Linked DNA regions of Sus scrofa: regions 2 and 3 are each linked to region 1. A link is a contact called in public HiChIP or PLAC-seq data. All regions are on one chromosome and are shown on one strand. Each heading gives the region's core, a stretch centred on a gene start, on an enhancer-like site or on the middle of the called end of the contact. The rest is flanking DNA. Distances are from core to core; before and after follow the strand shown. Region 1 holds the start of UBP1 (upstream-binding protein 1). Region 2 holds the start of PDCD6IP (programmed cell death 6-interacting protein). Region 3 holds the start of CCR4 (C-C chemokine receptor type 4).

Evidence for each region. HiChIP or PLAC-seq counts read pairs in DNA pulled down with a chosen protein or histone mark.
Region 2: a contact with region 1 is called in an H3K27ac HiChIP or PLAC-seq map of alveolar macrophages. The contact joins the promoter of PDCD6IP here to the promoter of UBP1 in region 1. A contact is called at or near these places in 2 of 5 promoter capture datasets (fetal liver and liver), 1 of 47 Hi-C or Micro-C datasets (liver) and 2 of 2 datasets of contacts at active chromatin or transcription factors (alveolar macrophages and skeletal muscle).
Region 3: a contact with region 1 is called in an H3K27ac HiChIP or PLAC-seq map of alveolar macrophages. The contact joins the promoter of CCR4 here to the promoter of UBP1 in region 1. A contact is called at or near these places in 1 of 5 promoter capture datasets (fetal liver) and 1 of 2 datasets of contacts at active chromatin or transcription factors (alveolar macrophages).

The regions. Positions count from the first base shown.
Region 1 is chr13:19,274,894-19,277,643 of Sscrofa11.1, reverse strand. It overlaps UBP1 (upstream-binding protein 1), which reads left to right and starts at 1,252. Exons shown (of 15, transcript XM_021071558.1): 1 at 1,252-1,887. The coding sequence starts at 1,775.
Region 2 is chr13:19,595,638-19,598,337 of Sscrofa11.1, reverse strand. It overlaps PDCD6IP (programmed cell death 6-interacting protein), which reads right to left and starts at 1,274. Exons shown (of 18, transcript XM_021071622.1): 1 at 870-1,274. The coding sequence starts at 1,078.
Region 3 is chr13:18,859,191-18,861,890 of Sscrofa11.1, reverse strand. It overlaps CCR4 (C-C chemokine receptor type 4), which reads right to left and starts at 1,295. Exons shown (of 2, transcript XM_005658814.3): 1 at 970-1,295.

The DNA of each region.
Region 1 (2,750 bases), core at 3-2,502:
CAGATGGAAAATTACTAAGAGAAACAACAGGGTAGTGGTGTTTTTTGTTAAACCCAAGTAACAAGATTTTTTTGTTGAAGGCAAGCCAGGATGATCAGACATCACCTGGGGGATGGTGAAGGCTAAGAACCTGATCAGATATGCAAATAGAGTGTACCTACACTTTCTTGCTAAAATTGAATTTTACAAAGTAAGGGCTCAGATAGGACTAGGAGAAGATCAAGAGCTTGACTAAAGTTTGGTCAAGCAAAGAATCTTTGTCCTAAAAACCCAGCAGCTTCTACTGCCCGTCTTTTGAGACACTTGATTTTGGAGCCCAGCTGCCACGCTATGAAGGAAGTCAAGACCTCGTGGAAAGGCCTGTGTAGGCTTTCCAACAGGCCCAAGTGGGGTCCCAGTCCACAGCCAGCATCCAATAAGCTTGAGTATCGAAGTCTTGACAAGACTTTAGCCTCAGCCACCTGACCGCACTCACAGGAGAGACCCTGGGTGAGAATCGCCTAAGCCCAGGGAACCCCAGAATCCTGAACAGCAACAACAGCACAACTGCCCACTGTTCCTGCTACTGAACGCCCGCTTTAACTAGCCTAACTGCTCAGGGCAATAAGCTGTTGAAGGAACTTTCCGGAGCCCTTTCTAGGGAGCATTGATTGGCTTGCTTTCAGGTCAGTCAAGACTTTTTGCCCAATAAGTCTCTTAGTTCCCAAGACAGGGTGTGAGTCTATTGGCTAAACTCACAACTGCTTTCTCCATCTATAGCGTGGGCAAAACCCCAGAAACTACCCACAAAGACCACACGGGATCAAAGCACCTTCACAAGTATGGAGGCTTCCTCCAGTTCAACTCAATGAACTCTTTCTTTTGACAGCAAATTTGGTCCTTGAGCCCGCCCAGGAGGAAGAAGAATTTGATTGGTTTTTTAGTACAGGGCAGAGACTCACGGGAGCCTAGACCAGGCACCTGCCATTATTGTTCAGTTCGCCTGTCAGTCAGCCCGCTTTTCTGGATGGGCGGAAACGGCCGGCCCTTTTGGCCCCGCCTCTTCCTGGGGGTGGTGTGCAGGGAGGCCGCCCGGCCGCGGGGGCTGGGAACCTGCGGCGTGGGCGGGGCCGTGCTGCGCGGCGCGACAGTTCCTCCACCGCTAAGCTCCGGGAGTGCCGCGAAATCCCCGGCGGTGCGGGGCGGGCCTGAGCCCCGGGCGAGCGCGGGGGCGGGGGCGCGGCCGGGGTGGGGCCGGAGGAGGCGGAAGCGGGGAGCGAGCTCCAGCCGGAGCCATAGCGAAGCCAGCATCTGGGCCGACGGAGCGGCGTCGGCGGGGTTGGCCGGGGCGGCGGGACGCTAGAGCCTGGGCGGGCGGGCCGAGGGTCGAGGCCGGGGGTCGGGTGACGGGCGGGCTGAGCTCCCGCCCCCGCGCGGTCCAGGGGAGGATGCGGCCAGGGGCCTCGGGGCGGGGCGGGCGGCGGCGTTGGCAGCGCTAGCGGCGCAGGGGGTGGGCGGCGGCGGCATGAGGCGCGGGGCCGGCGCCCGCGGGAGGGAGGCGCTGCCGGCGGCCCGGCCGCTCCCGCTGCAGCTGCTCGCCGGGCTCGCCGCTCCCTGCCCGCGGGGCCCCGGCTGCTCTTGTTCCGGACGCTGCCCGGGTCGCCGCTGGTGACCATTCGCCGCGCCGCCGGAGGCTTCACCCGCGCCCTCCCCCAGGACGCGCCCGCGGAGCTCCGGCCTCTTCGCCCCGCTTGCGGAGGCCGCGCTGCGCGCCGGGCGGCGGCGAGGCCGGAAGATGGCCTGGGTGCTCAAGATGGACGAGGTGATCGAGTCTGGGCTGGTGCACGACTTCGACGCCAGCCTCTCGGGCATCGGGCAGGAGCTGGGCGCCGGCGCCTACAGCATGAGGTACTCGTGCGCGGTCGGGCTAAGCCACTGTCTCCTTGGGAAAGGCCTTCACGACCCTGGGCCTCTGTCCGGCGCCATGGAGCACCGCGGGCCTCTGCCCTCCGCGGTGCCGGGGGACTGAGGGCGGCATTTTTGGTATAAAATACGCCCCGCGTTGGGGTGGCTTGAGTAGGGGGGAAGGGGCTTCCTTCCCTTGCAAGTGATTTACAAGCCACTTAGAGCTGGAATACGGTGCACGAAATGGTAGGATTTCTATTGGGAATACACTCTCCGAGGTTTTGCTGTCAGTTGCTACTCGGTTTTACATTGTAGTCTTCTCTGGTGGCAAGTTTAATCATTTGATATTCCAGTAGTAATTATATCGTTTGTGGAAGTAGCCACGGGGGAGAAGAGCACATTAATTTAGTTATGTTTTTTGATTGTCTCAAACTTGAAGTTTTTCATGGGGGGAACTACCCTCTTAGGCTGTTTTCTTTTGAAAAAGGCTTTAAGATGCAGTGATCGCACCACAAACGAGAGTTTGTTTAGTCTCTGCTGTTTGTACAGGGAGCCATTCATTTTGTTTAATTTTAAGAGTTGAAATAGATCAGAGCTTAGTCTCTTGCCTTTATCCTGAAGAATACGTTTTTTTCCTCTTCCTATCAGTTGGCAGCCCTGTATTTCTTATCTTTTAGCAACTTTATGAAATATAGTTTATATGCTATGCGTTCACCGATTAAAGTGTAAAATTCAGTGGTTTGACAGCTTTTCGTTAATGCGAATTTAGTGAGATTTTCCGAATACGTTCTTTAAAGTAGTGCCTGATGTCTTTGAAGTGCTGTCCACTTTCCCAGTAGCTTTTATACATCTCACTGCAGCTCTGG
Region 2 (2,700 bases), core at 25-2,524, 320 kb before region 1:
TCAGGAATGCCTAAAGCTAAGGGAGCAATATTCCTTGGCTTTTCTAGAACAAACAAGCTAGTTTAACCTGAGCTTCTCCTTACTTGCATTCTAACAGAGCTGTGTTTTTCTCTTGAAACAAGGAGAAAGTGTTACACATAGGAAATGAGATCATTAACAAGGTAGAGCAAAGAAATGTTTAACTATAAAGCGCTATAGAAATGTTCTGCCATCCTAACTGCAAAGTACTACAAAAGGAACTCCCATTAAATACAGCATGAGTTCAATAAACATTTGCTAAGATAAATTTACTCCATTAAGTGCCTACTTGTTTATGAAGAAACTGACTTCAAGCAACCTACCTTGAACATTCTGACACTCAAGTTTAATTTCAAATAATGGCAGCTCCTAACCTACATAATTATTTGGTTATGAGGGACTTAGGAAGACGGCTCATTTCAAGTGGACAGGTAATAAACATGTGTTCCAATGTCCCAATTCTGCCACTTCCCTCAAGCAATTAGCATTATGAAATCCAAACCTGACCAGGAAAGTTTTGCAGTGAAGGGAGGAGTCTCATTTAGAACCCCCGAAAAAGTGAAGAAAACTAGTTCTGGGTAAATGTGGCAAGATAGATCAGTACGTGGCAGAGCGTTCCTCCCAGACCGACCGAGTCCCAGCAGACCAAGGGCCGGGGTGGGAAGCCAGGGGAAGCGGGTAGGGTCACCGGGGCCTGCTAAACAGGAAGGAATGCAGACCACACCTACGCGGCCAGGCAAGCTGGGGCCGGGCCCGGGGCAGTGGGTGTAAAGGAGGGAGGCAGGGAGGGCAGAGGAAGCAAGGAGAGTGGCAGGCCGCCGACGGCCTCCCCCGTCCGACCCCAGGCCCACCTCAGGAGCGTCTCGAGCGCGCCCTCGTGTTTATCCAGCGGGCGGCCGAGCGCGGCGCGGCGCAGTTTGCTGAGCTCCTCCGCCGCGCGGCAGTACTGGGCCTGCTCCTCCCCGCCGCTCGGGTACGTCTGCTGGATGAACTTCACCAGCGGCTTGGCCAGGTCCACCTCCGAGGTCTTTTTCTGCTGTACTGAAATGAACGTCGCCATGGCGAGCGCCTCGGCCGCCCTTAGGGCCGAAGAGACCGCGGGACGGCGACAAGAGCCGAGGCGCGCGGAGTACCGGGACGACGGACCGGCCCACCGGCGGACTGGACTGGCTGACGGACGTGCGCCCGGCCTGCGCTTTGGGTCCAGCCACTTCCGGGAGCTTCCGCGCAGGCGCACTCGGCGCGACGCCCGCGGTCACGTGAGGGAGTTCCCGCGACGGCGTAGCTCACCTGGGCCCGGTTGCACCCAGGCTCAGCCGTAAGGTCGTGGCTCCGTCCTCTTGAGGAATTCTTTGCTTTCTGCGTATTGCCTCGGCGGGTGGGCAAAGCACTCTCAAGTGAAGATAAATGTTTCTCTACTAGAATAACTTCCCAGGGATGTATTCCTGTTACTGCCACCTGCGCGAGTTTTCGACCACCTATCAAGACCTGGCAGCCTCAGGGTATATTGTGACCTATGGTAATTTGTTCACCGGGCTCCTCTATACAAATACTGCGTGCACAGTGAACCGAGTAGGCAAGGTCCTTGCCATTGTGCAGCTTATTGTCAGGTAAGGACACAGATATTAAGGTGGACCAAAAAAGTATCATGGTACAAAAAGCAGAATACTTGGAATATGGGTTATGAGGTTCTCGAAAGAACCTAGTTTAAACAATAATAATAATTAGATAATGAGAGACGGTGACCTGTAGAAAATCTACAGTTTGAGAAGATGCTTGACATTAGGAGAAAGGAGAAGTGTCCAGGAGAGTATTGGCAGGGGAGAGCCTCCCAGAGCAAGAGGCCAAGGCCCTGGAGACAAGCACTTCCCATGTTTAGGGAGTATTAGCAAACAGTGTGGAAGAAACATAAAAAGCAAGTAGAGAATGGATGAAATGAAGTTGGAAGAGTATATAGGCATCAAATCTTTCAGAACCTTGTAGGCCAAGTTAAAGAATTTGTATTGTAGAATAAATGAAAAGGAAGTTATGAATGGCATTTAAGCACCAGTGACATGATACAATTTACATTTTTTAAAAGCCACCTTGTGCATCAGTCTGATGAGATATAGTATGAAGTTTACAATGTCACCATCTATGATATATTCCAGGCAAAAACGTTTAACTTGAATCTATTGATTCTTTGCATCTAACACACAATTTATAAGAGATATAAAAAATAGAAGAGCAAGCCAAATGATACCATAAAAAGTAACCAAATAAATCCAAAAGGTGGAACATTCCACAGGATAACTGGCCCCATCTCTTGAACAATTTATAGTTATGAAAAAAGCCTTTGAAAAGGAATTTGAGGGATATAGAGTCTGGATTGAGTTCTAATTTCAACAGACCACGTATAAAATGCATTTTCAGGACAGTTAAAGAAATCTGAATATAGATGGACTGAATATGAGATGAAAATGTATGGCCATGGAAAGATGGAGGTCATTAAATGAAAAGAGCAAGTCACAAAACTGTATGTATGTTACACTATCTCGTTTTGATTACAGAATGCACATATGGGGAGTTCCCATTGTGGCTCAGCAGAAACGAATCCAACTAGTATCCATGAAGATGCAGTTCAATCCCTGGGCTCCCTCAGTGGATTAAAGATCCGGCATTGCTGTGAGTTGTGGTATAGGT
Region 3 (2,700 bases), core at 46-2,545, 420 kb after region 1:
CAACCATGCTCATTTCCTATCAAACTGGCAGCTGAGGTTAAAACTTTCTTAACCTTACACACACGCACGCTCACACCACCCTCATTTCCTATCTAAATCAGCAGATGAGGAGGTTAAAACCTTCACATGTTCACGTGTGAATCAGAGCAATCCAGGGAGGAGGCTTTCTGACTCAAGACCACCTCCTCTTGTATTCTTCTTAATGGCTCCCTGATACTCATTAAAATCATTTTTACAAATTGTTCGATAATTCACATCTATTCCACTCCCTACGTCCCACCCTGAACACCACACACCCAAACACCAAAACTATGTGTTTCTCAAGGGAGAGGTTTTGATTTCTTCCTGCAATGGATGCTGAACATCTGGGGCATCACAGGGTCTCCAAAAAAAAAAAAAAAAAAAAAAGAGAGAGAAAAGAAAAGAAAAAAGCCAAAACAAACAAACAAACAAACTGTTAAATGTTATGGACTCTAGTTAAACAATAATTCTAATCTTTCTCTACCATTTTACTAGTGCAAATGAAAGGGATAGAAGAAGTTGATGAGTTAGGAAATTATCAGGAAAAGAAACAAAAGTCAACACGGCTGTTAAATGTCTGAAATCATTCTGTGGCCTGGTCTTTCTTGACCAGGGGTGTCTTGATAGAAGCAAGAAGCAGAGAAGTGTTTATGTTGAGTGAAAATTATCCGTGTTCCGAGCATGTGGCTTAGGCCAGATGTGTGCAGAAGAGAGCCCTGTGTATGTGTAAGAGCCGGTCAGATGAGGGCTCTGAGTGTGTGGGCACAGGTAGGTTATAAGCAAGCTGCGGGAGAGAGGCCAACTAGAATGACAGGCAGAATGACCAGGTTGCCCGAGTGATGGGCTGGCTGCGTGGCTGGGCAGCTTTCAGTGCTTCCAGGGTCCAGACACCTGTGGACCAAGCAGCACTTGGCCTGAGACCTTGAGAATGGTCCCACCCCCACTTACCTTGCTTGTCTTAAAGTGGCTCCAAGGAAGGTCTGCGAGGCAGTGCCCGGCTTGCTCAAGAAGCGTGATGCTAAGAAAGACAGGTGCCTTTGAAGGGCGCGTGGCTTCCTGTGAGCACCAGCTCTATCCCTCACTCATCTACGATGAGTGCAAGTGGGGTTTTTTGATAGAAGTAAGAAGCAGAAAAAGAGTGACTCTTAGCTTGGGTTCAGGTTAAACTCTTAGTCACTCATTTCCCAAAACAGAAAGCTAGGAAGCTTTGCCCTCTGTTAGATGAGGGAGGAAAATGAGGGGAGGTTTCTTATTCGTTTTTTGTTTTTGGCCACAGCATCCAATGGCTTGATGTGGAATCTCAGTTCCTAGACCAGGGACTGAACTTGGGGCTGCAGCAGCAAAAGCGCCAAGTCCTAACCACCAGACTACCAGGGAACACCCCTGAAGTAAGTTTTTAAAAAGAGAAACTTTTTTAAAATTAAAAAAATTTACAAATTAAAAAAAAACTCTAAAAAGTTTTTAAAGTTTTAAAATTTGTTGGATTTTTAACTTAATTTTTTTCATCTCAGCTGGGTATGTACAGCAGAAATGATCTTTATATTCTGGATCAGTGGGCTATTTATTTATTTTCCCATCATGGATGTACAGTAGCCAGCAATCAAGATACTCTAAACAGTGGGATCTGAAGAGGTCAGAGTGAGAGGCCAGATTTACTCCAAATAAGGACAGTCAGGAGTAGAGAAGAGAAAAATGTATTCAAATGTGTGCATCTGACAGTGATGCGGAGGGTCTACTCAACCACATTCAATAAATGACAAGTCCTCAGTCTGGTGTAAAGTGCCATGAGGACTGAGCTCTGAGCCTCCTTCACAACAGGGGCTCAATGCCCTTTCTGCCTCAGGCCCTTTCTACTCAGTGGAGCTTCCCCTGACAATGATCCTGGCTGAAAGATTCTTTGGGTTTGTGTACCAATCGTAGCAAAGGGGCTGACACCAGTCCCAAGTCTTTTCTACCTAGTATCCTTGGCTTCTGTGAGCTCCCAGCATTTCCTTCTGTGTGTCTACAATTGCTTGGCTCTTTGGTTCAGCTTAAAAGAGCCACAAATTTCAATTTTCCTGAGGAATTTGCATGAATAAAAACTGAAAAACTGAGTAGAGTAGTGTTTATCAATGCTTTTTTCATTATCACTCCTCCTAAGGGGTCTCTTCAGATTAGTTTTTCCTAATCACTTTCCCATGAAATTTTAATACCATAGATAAATTGTAAATCTGCTTTTTATGCATACATATATGCTTTATATATAAAAGAGTAAGATTTGTTTTGGAGGTCAAGAATCTTGAGCTAGAACAGTGCTTCCCTGTGTGAAATGTGGAGCCAGATTCACAGAAATTTTGTGAAAAAGAAATGGAGATCTGTGGCCAAGTAAGCTTGAGGAATGCTGGCCTTGGGTGCGGGTTAAACACAGTTCCTTACTGTAGTGCTTTCCAGTGCTAATATTATCATGAACTCTGGAAGGAGACATAGAGTAAAAATGTCCACAATATGTTTTGTTTCCAGAGCTGACACCAGATCCTTGCTCAAATTCTGGCAATCCCTCCCTTAGATAGGAACTAGCATATATCTTTTAAGTAACAGGGTCAAGAGACAAAGAAAGGAAGCTATAGGAAGAGAAAAAAAAAGCCCAGATGGACCCAGCTGGAACCAAGATGAATCTGCCCTCCAGCAGCCTCTGAGCCT